2 separate regions of the Sus scrofa genome follow, and region 2 is linked to region 1. The links are chromatin contacts, called in public promoter capture Hi-C maps. All regions are on one chromosome and are shown on one strand. The core of a region is the stretch at or near the end of the contact, and the rest is flanking DNA. Distances in the headings are between cores, read along the strand shown. Region 1 holds the start of SCML1 (sex comb on midleg-like protein 1). Region 2 holds the start of PDHA1 (pyruvate dehydrogenase E1 component subunit alpha, somatic form, mitochondrial).

The links. Promoter capture Hi-C pulls out the DNA fragments that hold promoters and counts their contacts.
Region 2: a contact with region 1 is called in a promoter capture Hi-C map of liver, with 12 times the contacts expected there. The contact joins the promoter of PDHA1 here to the promoter of SCML1 in region 1. A contact is called at or near these places in 2 of 5 promoter capture datasets (fetal skeletal muscle and liver) and 2 of 47 Hi-C or Micro-C datasets (embryonic fibroblasts and mesenteric adipose tissue).

The regions. Positions count from the first base shown.
Region 1 is chrX:14,207,455-14,212,056 of Sscrofa11.1, forward strand. SCML1 (sex comb on midleg-like protein 1) reads left to right here and starts at 2,767. Exons shown (of 8, transcript XR_002340672.1): 1 at 2,767-2,951. NHS (Nance-Horan syndrome protein) reads left to right here. Exons shown (of 9, transcript XM_005673460.3): 9 at 1-1,631. The region is part of intron 1 of LOC110257735 (a long non-coding RNA gene); the gene reads right to left.
Region 2 is chrX:15,698,043-15,702,644 of Sscrofa11.1, forward strand. It overlaps PDHA1 (pyruvate dehydrogenase E1 component subunit alpha, somatic form, mitochondrial), which reads left to right and starts at 1,882. Exons shown (of 11, transcript XM_003360244.4): 1 at 1,882-2,220. The coding sequence starts at 2,164.

The sequences.
Region 1 (4,602 bases), core at 1,517-4,016:
AAGAAAAAAGTCTGATTGATTCTACTACTTTGGTTTCATTATCAAATTGTGCTTCTTAATTTCCTGTCATCCTTGTATGTAAAATGGGTACTGGGGGTGGCGGGGGAGTGGAGGGAGAGTGTGTGTGTGTGTGTGTGTGTGTGTGTGTGTGTGTGCGCGCGCCTGCGCGCGAGCACTGGTGCGCTTGTGCTGGGATAGATAAGCTACCTGGTAAAGGGTACGTCTGAACATTTACAAAGTGTTACACTTTTTACTAAAAGAACAATGTTTGGGGGTTTGAAAAAAATGGACCATCATTTCTCATTGGAACCCATTAGTTAAGAAAACCAGCATGGGTTGACACCACATGGGAACATGAGTAACTTTTTCTCATGCTTTGAAAAGTACACTTGACAAACTTTTAAAAATAAGGTTTTTAGACAGATGTCATAAGAAACAGTCGTTTACCAGTCACAATAGGTGATCTTTTGTAATTTTCATAAAAGCAGTTCGTTTGCAGTATGGCTTTTGTGTAGTTAGGGGTTTTTTAAGTGTAAAGAAAGGTATGTGGGCTTTAAAAGTGATTCTAAATCTTGAATGGATAATACGTGAATTGGCTTTAACAAATATGTCACCTTCTTATTGACATTGATTTAAGTAATGGTACTATATTTTAAAAGACATATTGAATTGTGAAGGCAATAAGATACCTTCTATATGTAATGACCACAGAACTAACCCTTATAATATAGTTTTACTTATTTTGTTTACTCTAAAAAGCTATAGCAGAGTTCCTCTATTTTATATTTCATAGATTTAAAAAAAAACCCAAATAAAGATGGATTTAAAATTCACTGTGCAAAAGAGTATTGAGTAACAAACTGAGTTTAAAAAGCAAGAATTTCCTTAGTAATTTGGAATATTCTACATGGCTTTATCCCAGAGCACATGAGACCAAGATTTAGGGCTGTCCTCAACATCACTGCCGTCTCACGCAGGCTACACACATTAGGTATTATGAAGAACATCAACCCAAACTTTTCTTCTTTTGTTTGCACTGATGCTAATATTTTGCCCTTTTATGTTTATATGACATGTCTGTGTTGTGTGGGGGAAGGTTGTTTTTTTTGTTTTGTTTTGTTTTGTTTTTTTGGTTTTTTTTTTGTTTTGGCTAAGTAGAGGACATGGACTAGTTGTAGCAAACAAAACACACTGTTTGCTCTTGCCAAAGGTCAGTGAGTGAGTACATTTGCTGCAGTGGTGGCAGACTCAGAGAACTAGATCAAAACAAAGATTTAAAACTAGGAGGAAGGTTACAGTGTAACTATTTTGGTACTAGAACCAGTTCATGCTGGCCAAAAGACAATGGTTTATGGACTTGCATCCATTTTGTATTTTTGTAATATTTGTAAATATGAACTTTTTAAATTGTTGCAAAAATGGTTTCTTTTGTAAGATGTTTTCAACGTTTACATTCAATTCAAGCCTTTGTATATTTTAGAGCTGTGCAACACTTTAAGTCTTGTATTTATTTTTAGTAAAAATGGTGACAGTTTCATTGTGAACCCCTCTCCAAAAAAAAATGTACCAGAAAAGTTTGATTACCTAGGAAGTGTGTATAGAAACTGCAAATAAACGTGACTGCAATTAAAGAACTTGTTTCCCTCTTCTTTGTTACGTAATCGTATTCCTGGGGTCTTGCATACACCAAGTGTGGACGTAAGGGACAGAACCTGCTATGGCAAAAGTATGAGCAAAATCATAATAATAAATACTCTATCTACAATGGGCTCTAATCTCGCTTGTATTTGAGAGGAGAAAAGAAAATATTTCTCATGTCCAACATGCTTCCCTTGTAGCGCCTCTCTGGGCGCTACAAGATTTATATAGCTTTACTTCAACTGCTTTGCTTCTGAATTTCTCAGACTATGCCTCCTTCCCAAGGTGAGCAACCTCGACATAACCTAAGACGATCGCCACTAAGTAATGTCATGTACCTTTCATTACATACATTTACTGATAGTGTTGTAACTGCTGTGCTTATCCTAACTCACCACCCCCCTCGCTGTGCCCATTTTATTGATGGGAAACTGAAGCACAGAGCCGTTACCTGAGTTGCTCAAAGCCATAGCTCACTTAAATGTTGAGGCTAGGGTACAAACACAGCAAATCTGGCTCCAAGATCTGTGTCATCGCATAAAGGCATAACAACCTTTGAAAATAACCCTTCCAGGTTTGTACCAAACCACAATTGCTAAAGCCCGGCCCCTCCCCTTGCGAATTGAAGCACTGACCGCACACCTAGAATTAATTCAATGTCCACGTCTCTGGTACATCACAGAGGAAGGGGGAATTAAATTAAAAAAAAAATCTTCAAAGAATTAACCAACAAGAGGGGAGAGGCCAGACGCCTAAGTGCCTCAGCCCTGCGAGCCGCCTCCAAGAAACCCACACCGAAATACCCGCAAAAACTCCTCTCCGCCTCGGAGCTTCGCGTCTTCAGCCTATAGCGGGGCGCGGAACTGAACTCACCAACCTCTGCCAACCACCGCCGAGCTGCAGGTGCTCGGAAGCGGCCATTGCGGCTGCGCAGAGGGAAGCACAGCCCCTCCCCTCGGCCGACTCCCTAGCAACGGCCCGCTTCTCACGCGACGGCAAAGGGGTCCTCAGGATTGGTCGGCTTACGGCTCAGGCTTGTCTCTAGGCGGCCACTGATAGGCCAGCGGCCGGCCGCACGTGGCAACCTCCGTACGGTGGGTGGTCTCTGGTGCGAGAGTTGGTCCCCAGCTTCGTGGGGTCCGTGGGCTCTGCGGCGGGCGCATCACGTGGTCGGGTCCTATTTCCGGTGCGAGGACCGTTTCTGACCTCGAGTGACCCTAACCGTTTTACCCCCGCTGCTCGGGAGACGGCTCACCGCTAGCCGGTTCCCGCGCTCTCAGGAGGCTGGTTTGGCTGCTCTAGCGCCAGAAAAGGTCTGTGCTGTGACCCTTTTTCTCCCTCGTGGATGCGCTAGAAGCAGTTGAGGAGTGACTTGGCTTAATGGCTCCCGCTCGGGAGCGGGGTGGCGGGGAAGGAGGATTTTCCTGAGGGAAGAGAAAATAGTTACTTCCCGGGCAAAGCGAGTGTACGCCGCAGTTTCAGCAGCGCTGCGGCTGGAGTGGTTCGGTACGGTTCCGGGTGGTTTGGGATGGTTCCGGCTGGTTCGGGGTGGTTGCACTTGGTTCCGGGTGGTTCCCCCTGCCCCTCCTGGGCCAGCTCGTTGGCGCTTCTGAGAATTGGCCGCTTGTTGGCGGCTTGGTGCTGACTTTGTGGTAACAGGTGATCGTTTTTCCATCCTCTCTCTTTCTTGGCAGGTGTGGGGGGAGGTTGGGGGGGGCGGGAGACGATCAGACTTTATATAGACTTTTGAGTGTAAAGAATCTATTAACTGGAGAGTTGGTTCGTTATAACGTGTTTTGTGATGCAACCGTTGATTCTGAGGCTTTGATCGTAAGTGCGATTGATCAAAGACAGCTTCAGCGCAAAGATGTGGCTTGAGCGGGGTCCTTTGACAGCTCGCTCTGTCGGGGACTGCCTCTCTGCCTCGGCCTGGCTCTCCCGGAGGTCGGGCTGCTCCAGTTTGAACCTGCTTTAATGTTTACGAATCGTGATTTTACAAGCAGCTTTTCTGCACGGAGTTTTAGAAAGCTGGGCCATGGAATCGAGTGTGGCCGGCTTTATCCCCCGTCTGGCAGACTCTGTGCTCTCTCAAGTTTGCTGCGGACAGAAGGGCTACTTTTGAGTCCTGACGGGATTTTTAGAAAGTAATCAATGTGTTGACACAGTTTATTGGGAAAAGAAAAAATCTAGAGTGGGCTTGCTGTTGTAATCTGCCCTATTTACTGAGAATTTTGGGGTGAAACGCTGTTTTCATCTGTCGTCATTGTGATACGCGGATGGCAAGTGAATGCCTTGCACCTTGGGAGGCAGAAGCCTCAGGTGACTTTTGAAAAATGACTTTGATGTATCTTAAATGTGTCTTTCTAAAAACCCGATGTTTAGATTTCCTATCATAAAATGTAAATGAGCTTCCTATTAAGTAAACTTATTTAGCAGGATTTTGAATTTAACCACTGACATTCATTTTAAATAATCTAGTCATAGTTGGGCTCTAGGAAAATTGTTGCAGAAACTTAACGTGTGGGGAGAAGTGAAGGGGAACTGAAACTTAGGCTTTGCCTGCTATAAACCAAACATGACGCCTAGTGCTCAACTGTCATTGGGTCCCACACAACCCTGTCAGGTAGCCGTTACTCCAACTTTATAGGTTAAAAAGTTGAGGCGCAGAGGGGTTAAATCCCTAAGACAAAATAGCAAGTTTTGCAGTTCCGATTCCGACTCTTTATTAAAGCCTGTTTCTTTGCACATGCCCCACTGCTTTAAATTCGTTTGGGGGAAATGGTTGCTCTCTCTGCAGTGTAAGGGTACAGTGTGAAGGAGAACTATGTTGTGATGCTGAGGATTAGTTGTCAAGGCGTTCAATAACAGCTAGAGTCAGTGGGAGGATGTTGTGAATACCTACAGAGCAGCAGCCAGCGGTGGGGGCTCTGTGAAATAAATCACGGCCTATTTGCAAGATAGGAA
Region 2 (4,602 bases), core at 632-3,131, 1.5 Mb after region 1:
AGATACGGCAAATTTTTATTTGAGCCAACCTGAGGCTCAAAACCTGGGAGACATCCTCTCAGAGCTGTGAGCACTGTTCTCAAAAGGTAAAGGGAGAGGAAGGCCAGTGCAGTGTGATTTTCGAGAGAGCGGATGTGCAGTCAAGCACCTATCTTGGTATAAGGTTACTGCTATTCACAAGGGGACACATATCTTAGTTAATGGTTTTACTGCTTTTCCAAGTATGGGAAAATGCAAGAAACTGGATTCATCAAATTTTCTCCTGAAAATATCTGTCCGAGGGCTAGTTCTGCCAGTTTTCCCAGAGCACAAAATGCTTCACCCTGATCTTAATCCTGAAATCCTCTTCAGGTGTATTTTAGGTCAGTGACTGCAGTGGCTAATGACTTGATTCTTGTAGAACTGCATGCTGGGCAACATTTTTTGTTTTACAACCCCCCCCCATTTTGATCTTATTTTTGACGAAGATTTGGGAAGCATTTCATGACCCACTTGGCCCACACCACTAGAAATGCTCATTCCCAGGTCAGGGGAGGATTTCCTTGCTAGGACCCTCCATGTGCTCTTATGGGACTAAGCCCTGCTAACAGTAGCCCAAAGCCTCAGGACCACCTGTCATACCAGTCTGTTAGGATCCAGGAAATGGTTCCTTCTTGTTGCTTCTTTCCATATCTAGGGTTACACTATGACCAACATTGATCTGGTAGAATTATATGTATCTTTGGTCCTTCGTTCCAAGTCAGCTAGTCATCTTACTTTTATCAGAGGCTCAGTTGCCCATTTGGTAATGCAAGAAACAGTAGTCTTGTAAAACAGGCAGGATACAAGGAGTATAGCTAGAGACATTAATAAGGTCGTAAGTATTTAAGCGAAGAAATTCCATTCATTGCAGCCCTGTATCTCCCTAGGTCTTGTGACTCAGTCTGTTCTGTACCAGTCGCTATCTTTAAGGGAAATGATACATTGGCATTTGTGCATAAAGTTCACCAAAGATGTCTGCACATACGAGGTGAGTGGAGGGCAATCACGACGATTTACAGGATTGAGCAAGGAATGTTATCTTCAAAGGAGTTACATGGCTGGCTCTAGAAGAAGAAAAATTGAGCTTTATGGCTGAGGAGGTATTTCTGCCATTGGGGAGGTGAGCTTAATGAATAATGTAGATGAACAATGCACACCAGAAAGGGGGGGTGTGTGTGGAGAAGGCCCAAACAGACAGAGAAAACATTTTTGTTTAAATATTTCTTGTCTTGGAGGCCCGGTCATGGCTCAGCAAGAACGAATCCGAGTAGTATCCGTGAGGACACGGGTTTGATCCCAGGCCTCAGTCAGTGGGTTAAGGATTCCGCATTGTCATGAGCTGTAGTGTAGGTTGCAGATGTGGTTTGGGTCCCTTCGCTGTGGCTGTGACGTAGGCCGGCAGCTGCAGCTCCAATTCGACCCCTAGCCTGGGAACCTCCATATGCCACAGGTGTGGACCTAAAAAGACAAAAAAAAAAAGAAAAAGAAAAAATTCTTGCCTTGCTTTAAAATAATAATTTTATTTCATCAGATCCTAGCTCAAGTAGGCAGGGAAGCCTTTTACAACTGTTATGTAACTTCTTAGAGACAAGTTGGCAGCAGAACCATTTATAAAAACCATATGTTCTGTCCTTTGGCCCCATCAGGCTATTAATCTTTATCATCCAGTGTATTGAGCAGAGGCTGCAAAGGTGCAGTACTGGCAAGACTAGTCGCTGGGTAGTATTGCCCTTGAACGATCTCCAGAGGAGCACGGCTCAGCTGTGGCGCCCAATCTAACAGGGTCCATTCCCGAGTGGCCCTGGAGGCGTGGCCTCGCTTTCCCACGCAGGCGTCCTCAGGTCTCCCGCCCCTCACCCGTGTGGTGACGGAGGCAGCCCTCAGCCCAGCTCTCTGGCTCCGACACCCAATGGGCGGCCGTGGGCCTCTCGGGTGGGCGGGGCACGCCCTGAGAGCAATCCTGGTTGGCCCGTGGCCCGGTGCGGCGCATGACGTCTTCCGTCGCGTCGCGTCGCGTCGCGTTCCGTAGCGCCGCCGTTAGGTCTTAGCGTCCTCCCCGGGCGCCTGAAGGAGACTTGGAGACTTCTGGGCCTCGCTGCTTGAGCGGTTGGGAGTCGCCGCTGCTGCCACTGCCCGCACTCCATGAGGAAGATGCTCGCCGCCGTCTCCCGCGTGTTGTCGGGCGTCGCCCAGAAGCCGGTGAGTCGGCCTGAGCGGCCCGTGGCAGGGAAAGAGCGGGACCGAGGCGGGGCCCGACGCCGGAGGACGCCAAAGGGCAGGGCAAGCGGGCTAGGCGGGCGGGTCGGGCCGGGCGCAGCGGTCTTCGGGGAGCCGCAGGCCTTTGTTCTGCTTCCACGTTGTGTGCTGCACTCCTGGCCGCGAGCGGAGCGGCGACTCGGCCAAGCGGCGCCGCCTGTTGGAGGGGGAGCTTTACAAGGTCCACGTGGAGGTCAGCAGTGGTTCCCCGTGCCGGGCTTGTTGATGCGGCCCCAAAATGCCCGCCCCCCGCCCCCCAAAAGAAGCAAAAGTGCCCGTTCCTTTACTGTAGACAGAAAAGGGGGCCTTGGGCTTCCTCGAGTTGGCTGCCTCTTCCTGGCCGGTTCATTAAAATTTTTCCTTAGTTCCTCTTGACCAGGAATCCGGAGACTGACTCCGTTCAGACGCCAGCCTCACTCTTTACTAGCCCTGTGGTCTTGGGCAAGAGTTTTTTGGTTTTGCTTTTTTTCTTAAAACAGCCCGGTGCTCAATTTCCTCATTTCTGAAATGGAGAGTACTTACTCCATGGGGTTGTCGTGAGGCTTAAAGGAGTGACAAGTATGTAAACCTTTCCGGTAGCGCCTGGTACATGGTAGGTGCCGTCAGTATTAAATATTGTTATTATTTGAGTTCCCAATTTGGTATACATTTGTTGAACGCCAGCGCTCGGCTCTGTGGAGTGTTGATGCAGGGTTGGGTTCCAGAGAAACAACACACTTGGTACTCTTTCCTCCCCTCTGCCTCAACGGTGAGCTTTTCCTAGGCAGTCGATTCAAAAGCCGTCAGGCAGAACCCAGAGGGAGGCCCTCCACTTGCACACAGATGCGGAGACACTCTCATTTAGGATAGAAGTAGCTAAAGTGGTGTTTGGGAGGATGGGGTTAGAGGTTAGCGCTATTTATGGCTCCAACTTTTAGACATTCCTAGCCGAAGTTCAGAGCATTTTGACCTCTAAGCACGGGATGGGTGGTAATGTGACTTGGTATCACTGCAGCCAAGTTTTGACTTGCAGTTCTTGCTCCAGTAACTCCCAAGACTGGCAGCTCAGCTTGGTATAGGGCAGAGATCATCGAACGGTTGGAGGAAGTGTACTTCTCTAGGACTGCCATTGATTGACAAACACAGAATGCCATGTGATTAATCTGTATTAGCATTTAGGTTGTGATTGGATCTCCCTGAAAAACAAGCACATTTCACCGTTGTTTTTGGTCTTTTTGCCATTTCTAGGGCCGCTCCTGCGGCATATGGAGGTTCCCAGGCTAGGGGTCGAATCAGAGCCGTAGCCACCTGCCTACTCCAGAGCCACAGGAACTCGGGATCCGAGCGCGTCTGCGACCTACACCACAGCTCACGGCAACACTGGATCCTTAACCCACTGAGCATGGCCAGGGGTTGAACCCGCAACCTCATGGTTCCTAGTCAGATTCGTTAACCACTGAGCCACGACAGGAGCTCTAGTTTTTGTATTTATTTTTTATTTCTATGTACACAAAAGATAAATCCAGCATTTATTGTGCCCTTAATGTGTGCCAGGCACGTGACTATTTAATGTCCAAAACATCAGTTTTTAGTTGAATGTAGGTAATAGAAATATGTTTTCAACATCATACAGGGCCTTAGTTCGGTGTGATTACAGTAGAACTTCGTTTGAATTGATGGCGTTCTACAGACAAGGAAAATTTGTGAGTTTTCAAATTACTATCCCCTGTGTCCCTATGAACAGCGAAAAGTCAATATTTAAAATCAGAGTTTCATTCCCTTAGCTGTCCAAAATACTCCTGCTTGTGGGTTGTTGTCTTCCTGCAATGTGTTGGCATCAAAGGCAGATTGCACTTGGTGTTCCACCTCAGTAAAACTTGGGCCTTCTCAAAAATCATACAATACATCTCAAGTCAAATAGAAACGAGAGTTGGGTAACAGTGATCTGTTAAAAATGGAATATGGGAGTTCCTGTGGCCCAGTGGGTTAAGAACCTGACTAGTATCCATGAGGATGCAGGTTCGATTCCTGGCATTACTCAGTGGGTTAAAGGATCTAGTGTTGCCACAAGCTGTGGTGTAGGTTGCAGATGCGGCTTGGATCTGGTGTTGCTATGGCTGTGGTGTAGGCCGGCAGTTGCAGCCCCACTTCGACCCATAGCCTGGGAACTTCCATATGCTGCAGATGTGGCTCCAAAAGGACCAAAAATGAAATATAACTTTATTTAGTCAAAAATTCTTAAGAGATAAGATTATTATGGCAGAAATGGATTCCTGTGCAGAACAATTTATTTAATTAAAAACATTCTTTACTCTGTCTCTTTCTTCTTGTTTTCTTTTGTTCTAC